Linked DNA regions of Triticum aestivum: region 1 is linked to region 2. Evidence: chromatin contacts called from public HiCAR-type data. All regions are on one chromosome and are shown on one strand. Each heading gives the region's core, a stretch centred on a gene start, on an enhancer-like site or on the middle of the called end of the contact. The rest is flanking DNA. Distances are from core to core; before and after follow the strand shown.

Region 1 (4,780 bases), core at 1,941-4,440, 66 kb after region 2:
ATAAAGCTAGTGATCAAAGAAAAGTTTTAAAGTCGACCGTGTGTGGTGGATTTGACAAATTTCGTCTAAACCATCACATGAACACCTTAGTACAGTACCGTGTTCCATCTTGCATGCTTGACCATTTTTGTATGATGAAGTGGTGGCTGTTGCAAAGCCAAAGGAGGATGGTGTGATTATGATGGGTCTCCAGGTGCAATCATGCATGCAGTGGTTCCAAAGCAGCCCCATTTGGAGGTCTCCTTTTTTTTTTTTGCGGGGACATTTGGAGGTCTCTTTAGGACCCAACTGAAAGCCACCTGCTGCTTGGAACATGCCTGCCTTTGACTAATCGATGCATGTTCTGTGTGGTAAGCTGATGTGCTGTTGCAGCTTGCATGCGGCCGTGCATGTTGTTTGCTCCTGGGTCTCTCTGAAAGCATATATGGCAATTATTTCGTCTAAAAGCATGTGGCAATTACTTATTTCTTCGTGTTCGTTGGAAGGTCAGTGCACAGAGATGGCAATCATAAATTGATTTGTGTTAGTACTAGTTTTTGTGGAGCTGAAAGCTCTGGACATGCTTACTCCTCATCATGCCACTATTCTTGCCATGATCCAGCATTCGTGGCTGTTGACTTGTTGTCGCTGTTCAGCAGACAGGTGGGCCCATGTCATAAGGCTGCCGAATCAAGCAACCATATTCTGGCTTCTTTCTCCCTCTCACCACTGCATAACTTGCGTGTGTGCGTGTGGGTGGGTGCATTGCTACTCCATTTATAATAATGTTGAATAACAATAGGGAATCCGATGTGTTCTTTCGCATGGGCCTTAGACCGTTGACTGGCTTGCATGTCTTTTTTTTTTGTCCCGACGAAAAACGATAGCGAAATTCCACACTGCAGCTTTGATATATCAGAGAAAATCGTAGAGGGATATCTATAGTTCTATACTGTCGTCGTGTGCATGCTCGCCACTCCCAGCAGAGCCAGCAGTGCATACACACACAGGACAGGAGTGGAGAATGACCATTCTGCCCTCGCGCATGCAATTCAACCACGATCCTTGTGGGTGGTTCGTTCCCCTGTTCCTCCATGGAGTCTGCAGCACTGTGGAGTTAACTGCTCATCACCGTGATCCATGCATGCATGCATGCTGGCTCAATACGACGAGACAGCATCTTTCTTGGTTTGGTAGTCAAATAATTCGAATGAGAAGATTATTTTGGTGAGATATATATTGTGACATTAAAATGACATCAAAGCTATACCACCTTTTCCTTCTTGGTCGTGGAAGGCCGGAGTAGAGAGATGACATATTTTGTCAAACTTCTCCATATTTAATAAAGTCTATAGAAAATATGTAGTGTGATATATTGATAATATCAAATACAACATACGTGTACGAAGAATCTAATAAAATTAATTTGGTGATGTAGATCGTGATATATACATTTATTTTTTTGTTAAGTTAACGAAATTTGACTTGAACAAAGTTAAAGCTTCAAATAATTTCATCACTACTCTTCATTGGCAGCGATTGTCGTTCTGGTGCGCTAGTCCTATGGGGCCTTAGCACGACTTCTCCCCGACTGTTTACTACAACAATGTTTGCCCGACTCCAACGAGCGAGGGGCGATGGCGGCGGCGCATCTTCGGCTCGCTTCAATGCTTGTAGTCGTCGCTATGTGGTCTACGGACCTGGATGTAAATTTTACTTCTAGTGTTCGTTGTACTACCATGACAGATGATGAATAGATCAGATATTTCCTCGCAAAAAAAAAATCAAAGTAAGAGAGTACCATTATCTGGTCCGGTCGGTCACCGTGATCCAAGTTCAACATGTGAAAAGGGCATGAAGGCGACACATCAACATCTTTTTGGTTCCGTGATCACAGACATTTTTGGTGAGATACGGTGCAATTGCAGCGACATCATAGCTATCCTAGTTTCTTCATGGCCGTTGGAAGGTCAGTGTAGAGAGACTTATCGTCTGATTGATTTATGATATAATTTCGGTGGAGCTGAAAACTACTAGCTAGTTTGGACACACTTGTTCATCACAATACTATTCTCAGCATGATCCAAACCTAAATTTGTGGCTATTGACTTGTTGCTATCGCTGTTCAGCATGCCATACGAGAGCCGCACCAAACAACCAAATTCGTCCCTTTTTTTCTGCTCTTGCCTGCCTTTTCTTTAAAAGTGGAGCCTACCAAAATTTTATTCCGGATAGCAACTTTTTCGTCCATGGCCTTCATGAGAGGAAGGAAGAAAACCAGTGCCGTCAGATTTCTAACGCCCCGATGTTGAAAGCACACCGCATATGATGTGAACTATCGGTTTAGGCCTCCTTGGTTTATAGATGAATTTCGTTGAAATAGTAAAATTATAAAAAGTGACATGACATGCATCTCAATTTTTATAGAGAAAGACATGTCTTTTGATGCATAGGATAAAAAATATTTCATTGAGTCTAGGCTAATGTTTTCTCCTTTGAAATGTGAATGATTGGTACCTATCCTACATAGAAATAGGAATCCATTTCTACAAACCAAAGACTCCATAATTTTTTTTCTTTGAAAATCCTATCCTATGAAATTCCTACAATATTCCTATAAATCAAAAGAGACCTGATTACTGTTATCTCGAAGCACGATGAGATCATTTGGAGTTTTTGCAAGGCTTCAATCTGGTGTGCGTTTTGCATGGGTGTTGGCGGTTGACTAAATGCATAAATGGAACAAATGGGAAACGGGATTGGGCTGCTCTTTGGCGGCAGGGGCATGCATGCATGTTTGTCACGAGCCAAAATATTTGTTCTCACCTCACCTACTTGTGCATGCCATGCATCAATGCTTGAATTCGCACAGAAAGGCACATGTGACGGGAGCTCGAAGTTTGTGAAGAAAAGGGGTAGAGGGCCACGAAGACGAAACGTCATGCCCGATCATATCCACTTCTGGGAAGCCAGTAAATTAAGGGACTAAGGGAGGGAAAATTTGGTTTAGATCTCGCAGAAAGCAACCTTGTTAAAAAAAATTCTACAAAAAAAATAAACCTTTGAAGTTTTATAAATAGCAAAGGTAATGTGGTGGCATATAACCTGACATTCATCTGCTTCCTTGGCTGCATGCAGCATGCATGCGTGCTTTGTTTTGTGACGAGCCACTTGTGCATGCGTGCAGAATGGCACATGTGATGCGAGTGCCACGTCAGCAGCGCATGTACATGTCCTCCAGGTTTGGGGAAAAGGGGCATATGATCCAATCCAAGCTCAAGGTGGGGCCACAAAGATGAGTGAAAAATGACAAAACTGATACTTTGGGCAAAGTTCAGCATAAAATGACCTTATTTTTTTAAAAAATCACAAAATGGCCCTTCCTACACCCGGGGCAAGTCATGCTAGACTATATAACGCCACTGTCAAAGACGCCATGTACAAGGCGTCATGCTGTTTTGTCTGGAACCAATAAACTACTCGAGCAGAAAAATGGTTACATCCACCAGGAAGCAAGCTCCGAGAAAACTACCTTGTTAATATTTAAAGCATAATAATGTAGTGGTTGTGCACGAACGGAGTGCTATGACAGACGTGTACAGACTGATTTTCAGATAGATACTTGTGTTAGCTGGACGCGCAATGTTTTCTTTTCTTTTTTGGGGTGGGTGGTCTCATTCGAATTTTGGGAATCATGCTGACTTGAGATGTTGGGAAAGAATCGTTTACGGTCAACCCAAAGTTGTACGAAAAAGGATAAAGAACCAGCTCTGCTTCTTCTTTTTTATTTATGCACCAGATCTCTGTTTTCATTCTTCTTCTTTTCTAGTATGGCTAAAAGGGAGCAAAGCAGCTGCATCTTGTAGGCACCCGGAACCTCAAGAAAAGAAAAGAAAAAGAGATTTTGCCAGCAGCAACCAAAACCGTTTGTGGCATAACAGAAGGCAATGTCGTGTGATTGGCATGGCCGTCGACCTACCATTGACTGAAATGAACGATTACTGCCAGAAACTTAATCATAGATAACCTGACATGATCTGGTCTGATCCGATTGGCTTATTCAGAGAAACCACTTTCACCGACCTGTGCATGCATGTGAGGATCGTCGGAGGAGTGTGCAGAGACCTAGCCGTGTGTATACACGTCTGCATACCCTCAGGTGCACCGGCAGTACAGCGATGCTTCTCGACCGACCATGTCGTGCTTGTCATCAGCCCAGCTGGTGTGCATTGTTCCTTGCTTGTACGACAGCATTGGGGAAACAGAATCTGATGCGTTTGGCATGGGTGGTTCAGTTGAGCGCTGAAACAAGATCAGGACGGAGCAGTGGATCGCGCATGAGCCTGCTTGTGATAGCCTTTTGTTCACAGCCAGCTGTCCCATGAACCGGGAGGGGCATGATGCTTCTAGACCGTGGAGTGAGTTGGATCATGGGTCACAAAAATGTCAACGAAACATCTCGTCCGTTCAACTAAAGCCTAAAAAGCCCTAAATCAATTTATAGTACGCCTTGACGCGGTGGAGCGGTGGCGAGGGCTGCGCGGGATCGCGGTACTTGACGCGACCGCTCGAGCATGATCTTTCATTTGCGCCTGGTACTCCTCTTATGTCGTCGCTGCCTCTGCAAGGAGACACGGTTGCGGCTCCTGCTCCTCCTCGTGGCTAGAGGAGAGGATGATCTTCTCCTTCCCGGGGGAGCGACGGCGGTGCCACCAAGATCCGGATCCGGAAGGAGATCCGGAGCTGCCACTTGCCGGTGTGGAGAACAACGACTTTGGCATCGTTGACGGCGGCAAACGGA
Region 2 (5,307 bases), core at 1,425-3,924:
CCTTCTCTTGCATCTGAGTAATCCATGTATGTTAAGAACTAAGAAGTATGCCTGGTGGGGTAAACGAAACTACTTTTTTCACACAAACCGGCAGCTTTATATAGCTCTGTTCGCTGGATTTCTGTTAATTTACCTAGCAGAGTTATTTGCCAAGATTTGTATATTATTGGAGTTGTCAAATAATCTGTTGGCTTTTCTTGTTCTTTACAATCTTCCATACAGCAAAGTAAATTATCTTTTGTAGTTCAGGAAATTGAGAAGCTTTAGCTGTGACTGAAAATACAATCACAGCAGAACTTTGTTTACAGATGTAGAGTTAGAATATCCAGATCACAAATGCAAGAATTCAAGTTTTCCTGTGGGAAAACTGTTCAGGTTTCTCTGTAGAGCTCATTAATAACAGAAAGTACGAACTGTCCACCAGCTGGCATAAATGACTGAAATGTCTGTTTTTAATCACATATTCGCTTGTATCGTTACTGAACTATGGGATGCAGGAACGCTGGTGTGGCGGTATTGGCTCGGCGGAAGAAATGCAAGCTAAAGTACTGAAAAAGCAAGAAGCTGCCGCTAAGCGGGAAAGAGCAATGGCATATGCTTTAACGCACCAGGTAACTTTAAAGTGATAATATTCTACCATAAATGATAAATGTATGAGCAGCCGTAGAAGCCTTGGTGCTCAAGTGGTTCAGCAGGTGCTGGCTGGGTTTTAGGGAACTTTGTATTTTTTTCAGTAAAGCAGAAGAACAAATGATGTAATAGTAAGTTGGCAATGCAGGCTGCTAATTGCGCTTTCCTTTGGCAGCGGCAAGCAGGTTCGAGGAAACAGAAAGCTGCAGATGTCCAAGGGCCAGAGGCGGATGAGAACCAGTGGGGGCGGAACTGGGTGGAGAGGTGGGTGGCTGTACGCCCGTGGGAGAACAGGTTACTGGACAGTAATGCCAAAGAGAATGTACCAATTGGTGATGATAAGGAGGCTGAGGAAAATGGGGACAGGGATGTAAACAAGCCAAAAGGAAAAGTTGCAGTTTCGGGCATTCAGTTAAATGGTTCAAGCCAGACGAAAGATGCAAAACACAAGAAGTCACATTCTGATGCAAGTGGTTCTTCATCAGGGCAATCTGCGGCTGCGCCACCCGCCGCTTCTTTGGGATCATCTAAGCTGAAACCGAAGCCATCGGATCAAACCTCCGAGGAAGTCAGCCCTCAACCTACAGATCCGGCTCCACGGTCCACAAGTAATCCGAAGGAAAGGCCAGCAGCACAAGTCAATGCACCAACCAAGAAGCGGCTATCCCTTCCTAACAACGGTAAATATATGCATTCTTTTGCCAGTTAACCTCCCGAGTCGCGAACGCTATTACTTCAGATATTTAAGCTATCCAAAACTGTATCTGTCACAAGCTATGTGTCTTTTCAAGAGCTCATTTGTCACTAGCCAAGCATTTCATTTGTAGTTGGCATGCATTCTGCAAAGTATTAACAGTTCATGCCGCAGCAGTATCTGATATCCATTTGCTACTTAGCTAAGTATTTCAGTTCATGCAGCTGCAGTTTCTGATGTCCATTACATGTATGCAGCAGCTGCCGGTGGCGCGGCAAGAAAAGGCCAGGCGAACAGCAGCGAGAAAGCTCAGCCCGTCGGTTCCAAGAACAAGGCGAAAGGAGCATCCAAGTCTGAATCGAAGCAGCGACCGAGCCCTGGTAGCACAAGCGCGAAGCGGGTTTAGGCAGAGGCCTGATGATCAACCAACTCAGTTCCATTTCATCCAGAAACTTAGTCATGGCAATGATGTCGCTGCATCATCTGTGTACATAAAACCAAGAAATAAACAACCCTGCATCTAGATCGCCGCCACGCTCCATGCCCCGTCGGTAGGCGTTGCTGTAACCATTACCTCATGCTTCCGTAGCATTCTGTGTGTATGTTTTCTTCTTCGACCCACTCTTCCGAAAGAACCGAAGAGGCAAGCACCATGTTATCTGCAAGTTGTGTCTATCTATCCTTCAGTGTAAGAAAAACCATGCTTTAATGTTCCAACATTGCATGTTCTGCAGCATCAATGGTGGTGGTTGGGACCAGCCATGCATATACCCCATGTATGTCTCTCACTGCTTTCTTCCTGCTTCCTTCACCCAGATTCTTCTGGAGGAATTGTATAAGCACAACGTGTTCCATCTTGCATGCTTGACCATTTTTTGTAGTATGATGAAAGTGGTGGCCTTTTGCAAAGCCAAAGCAGGATGGTGTGATTATGATGGGTCTCCAGTCCAGGTGCAATCATGCATGCAGATGCAGTGGCTCCAAAGCAGCCCCCTTTGGAGGTCTCTTTAGGACCCAACTGAAAGCCACCTGCCTGCCTTTGACTAATGGGATGTCTGAGCTGTGTGATAATCTGATGTGCTGTTTGCTCCTGGTTTTGTCTGAAAGCATGTGTTCAGGGGATTAGGATAATGCTGTATGTGGCGGTCTGGTGATGACGATTATCTTGTTGAGATACGACGCGATTAGAATGTGATGTGTCAGAATTGATTGATTTGTTTCTTGTTGGTTCGTTGGAAGGTCAGTGTACAAAGATGGCAATCGGAAATTGATCCAACGACCTGTTGTCTTTGTTCAGCAGACAGGTGGGCCCGGATCATACTGATGGCGCATGGAGCGACCAGATTTGGCTCTCTTTCTCCCTCTCACCATTGCATACCTTGTGTGCGTGTGCTTTGCTACTACATTTGTAATGTTGAATAACATATAGGGAATCTTTTTTCTTTTATGACAACAATAGGGAATCTGATGTGTTCTTTTGCATGGGCCGTAGAGCGTCTACAACCACATATGACAAATATGGCCCATCAAAAGCCCACAGACGCGCGTGCACGCTTTAAATTTCACTTGTTACAACATCCGGACATCTCATACTAGATTCTTATATCCATACAAAGACATGCAAAAGAAAGTAGAACCTACGCAATACGTCGATCCTAGCTACTTCTCGTCGGAGATCACGGCGGTCTTCGTGCCCGGCTCCGCCGGCATGGCTGGCAGCTGCAGCTCCGGCTGCTCCGCTCTGGCCTCCTCCTCCTCTATCTCCGCGTCGAGCTCGGCGAAGAGCGCGTCGGACTCCGCCTGCTCTCGCCGGAGGAACGCCCGGTTGGCCTCCACATAGGCCTCATCCTGGATGGACTCCAGGATGGCCTGCTGCTCCGCCATCTCGTCGGACTGAGCGACGGCGAACTCCGCCACCGCCTGCTCCATGTTGAAGGCCGACACCTGCTGGTACGGCTCCTCCGACTCCTCCACCTTCATTGGAGCCATCTCCTCCTCCTCCTCCTCCTCTTCCCCGACTACTCCTCTTCTTGCAGCTCCCGCGAGTCCGGAGGCAGCCCGGCAGCGATGCGGGCTGCGCGCACGGCTTGCCTCATCCAGATCTCCTGCTGGATCTCGTAGCGGCGCTCCGGCATCAGCATGGCGTAGTAGGTGATCTTGCTCTGGACCATGGCGAAGTGCCGGAGCGTGGCCGAAGCGTCGGACCGTGGGCAGAGCGCTGGAGCGGGAGAGGGAGGAGATGGATGGGCTCAGACTGGCGGCACAGGGAGGGGGATGGGCTAGGGTTGCGGGACGTCGACCGGCTTAAATAGCCGGATTTGGTCTTGTGCGGCGAGCCGGAGCGGCGCCATGCGGCGTTCACACCGCGGCGACGGACATGGCGTCTGTCGGACCGCCGAGTTTCCGGGCGTTTCCGCGTGGGACCCCGCCGTCAGACCGACATGGCGGGCGTGCCGGACGCCCCATATCCACTCCATATTTGGGCTGGATATGGAGTGTCCCGGTTAGCCCGGACGTTTGAGCTCCGTTTGAGACGTCCATCTGGGTTAAAAAAAATGATCGGTCAGTGACCAGGCTGCCCGGCCGGACGTATGAGACGGGTTTAAGAGGTCCGGCTGTAGATGCTTTAGACCGTTGACTGGCGTGCATGTCTTTTGTTTTTCCTGACGAAAAACGATAGCGAAATTCCACACTGCAGCTTTGATATCAAAGAAAATTGTAGAGGGCTATGTATCTATAGTCCTATACTGTTGTGGATGTACGCATGCAATGCAACCCCGATCCATGTTGATCGTCGTGGAGTCTGCGGCGCTGTGGAGTTAATTACTGCTCATCATCATGGTCCATTACATGCTGCCTCAATGCATGAAAAGCTAGTGCAGGGCCATGGAGACGACGCGTCCGCATCTTTCTTGGTTTGGTAGTCAAAATACTGATTCGAATGAGAAGATTATTTTGGTGAGATATGCATTGTGAAATTAAAGTGACATCAAAGCTATACCACCTGTTCCTTCTTGGTCGTTGGAAGGTCGGTGTACGTATAGAGATGACATATTTAGTCAAACTTGTCTTGTCTATATTTAATTAAGTCTAGAAAAAGTGTGCTATATCGATGATATCAAATATATTTTTACGGCGAACGAATATGTGGTTAGATGGTTATAGGGACTGTGATATCCCTAGCCCACCCAGTGGGAGGAGACGTTCCCGTCGATAACGAGGTGCCTACGGTGACTTCGTAAATTTCAATACGAATATGCCGGCTCAGTCTTTTGGAGGTGCTCATAGGGATAGGGTGTGGGTGTGTGTGTTCATAGGGGTGAGGGTATGCGCGTGTGTATGAGCGTTTGCGTCTATACTGTGTTAAAAAAATATTTTTACGAAGATCTAATAAAATTAATTTCGTGATGTACTAGATCGTAATATATATGTTTCTATAAATTATAAAACTTCAAGTAATTTGAAAATAAGAGAGTACCATTAACTGGACATCGTCGTGATCCAAGTTCAACATGTGAAAAGGGCTCATGAAGGCGACATATCAACATCTTTTTGGTTCCGTGATCACAGCCATTTTTTATGAGAGAGATATGGTGCAGTTAGAGGGAAGCGGATTAGGAGCACTCGGGTGCTCCACCCCCCTATATTCAAAAATAAATTAATAATTCAGAAAAAAGTCGAAAAAATTCTGGATATAACTTTTAACCAAATATGACTAGGTATTGTACTCATATAAAAAGTTTGGCCAAGGAATAATTCTCGTTGACTCCAAGGCAAAAAAGATAAATTTATGACGACAATATAGCATGAATAGTACTTGTATCTAGTATTTTTTTTGGGAAATCTTTAACCCTGGATACAAAAAAAGTCATTCCAGGTTTAATCTTTTTATACGGATGCAATACTTGATCATGTTTGATTCCATAAAAAGTTCCTGGATTTTTTGACTTTTTTGAATTAATAAATTATTTTTTAATATAGGG

The links. HiCAR-type assays count read pairs that join an accessible place to other places.
Region 1: a contact with region 2 is called in a HiCAR-type map of leaf, with 3 times the contacts expected there. The contact joins two enhancer-like sites. A contact is called at or near these places in 3 of 5 Hi-C or Micro-C datasets (leaf and an unstated tissue) and 1 of 1 datasets of contacts at active chromatin or transcription factors (leaf).

What each region holds. Positions count from the first base shown.
Region 1 is chr5D:36,892,606-36,897,385 of IWGSC CS RefSeq v2.1, forward strand. No RefSeq gene overlaps it. Among protein-coding and RNA genes, the nearest start is that of LOC123124201, 2.8 kb to the left of the region's middle. Within about 2 kb of position 3,191, at least 1 of the 8 cell types and tissues checked has an H3K27ac peak or open chromatin away from gene starts, as enhancers often do.
Region 2 is chr5D:36,827,172-36,832,478 of IWGSC CS RefSeq v2.1, forward strand. LOC123119271 (protein IQ-DOMAIN 5) reads left to right here. Exons shown (of 7, transcript XM_044539001.1): 5 at 498-611; 6 at 806-1,310; 7 at 1,585-2,064. The coding sequence ends at 1,730. Among protein-coding and RNA genes, the nearest start is that of LOC123119271, 6.5 kb to the left of the region's middle. Within about 2 kb of position 2,675, at least 1 of the 8 cell types and tissues checked has an H3K27ac peak or open chromatin away from gene starts, as enhancers often do.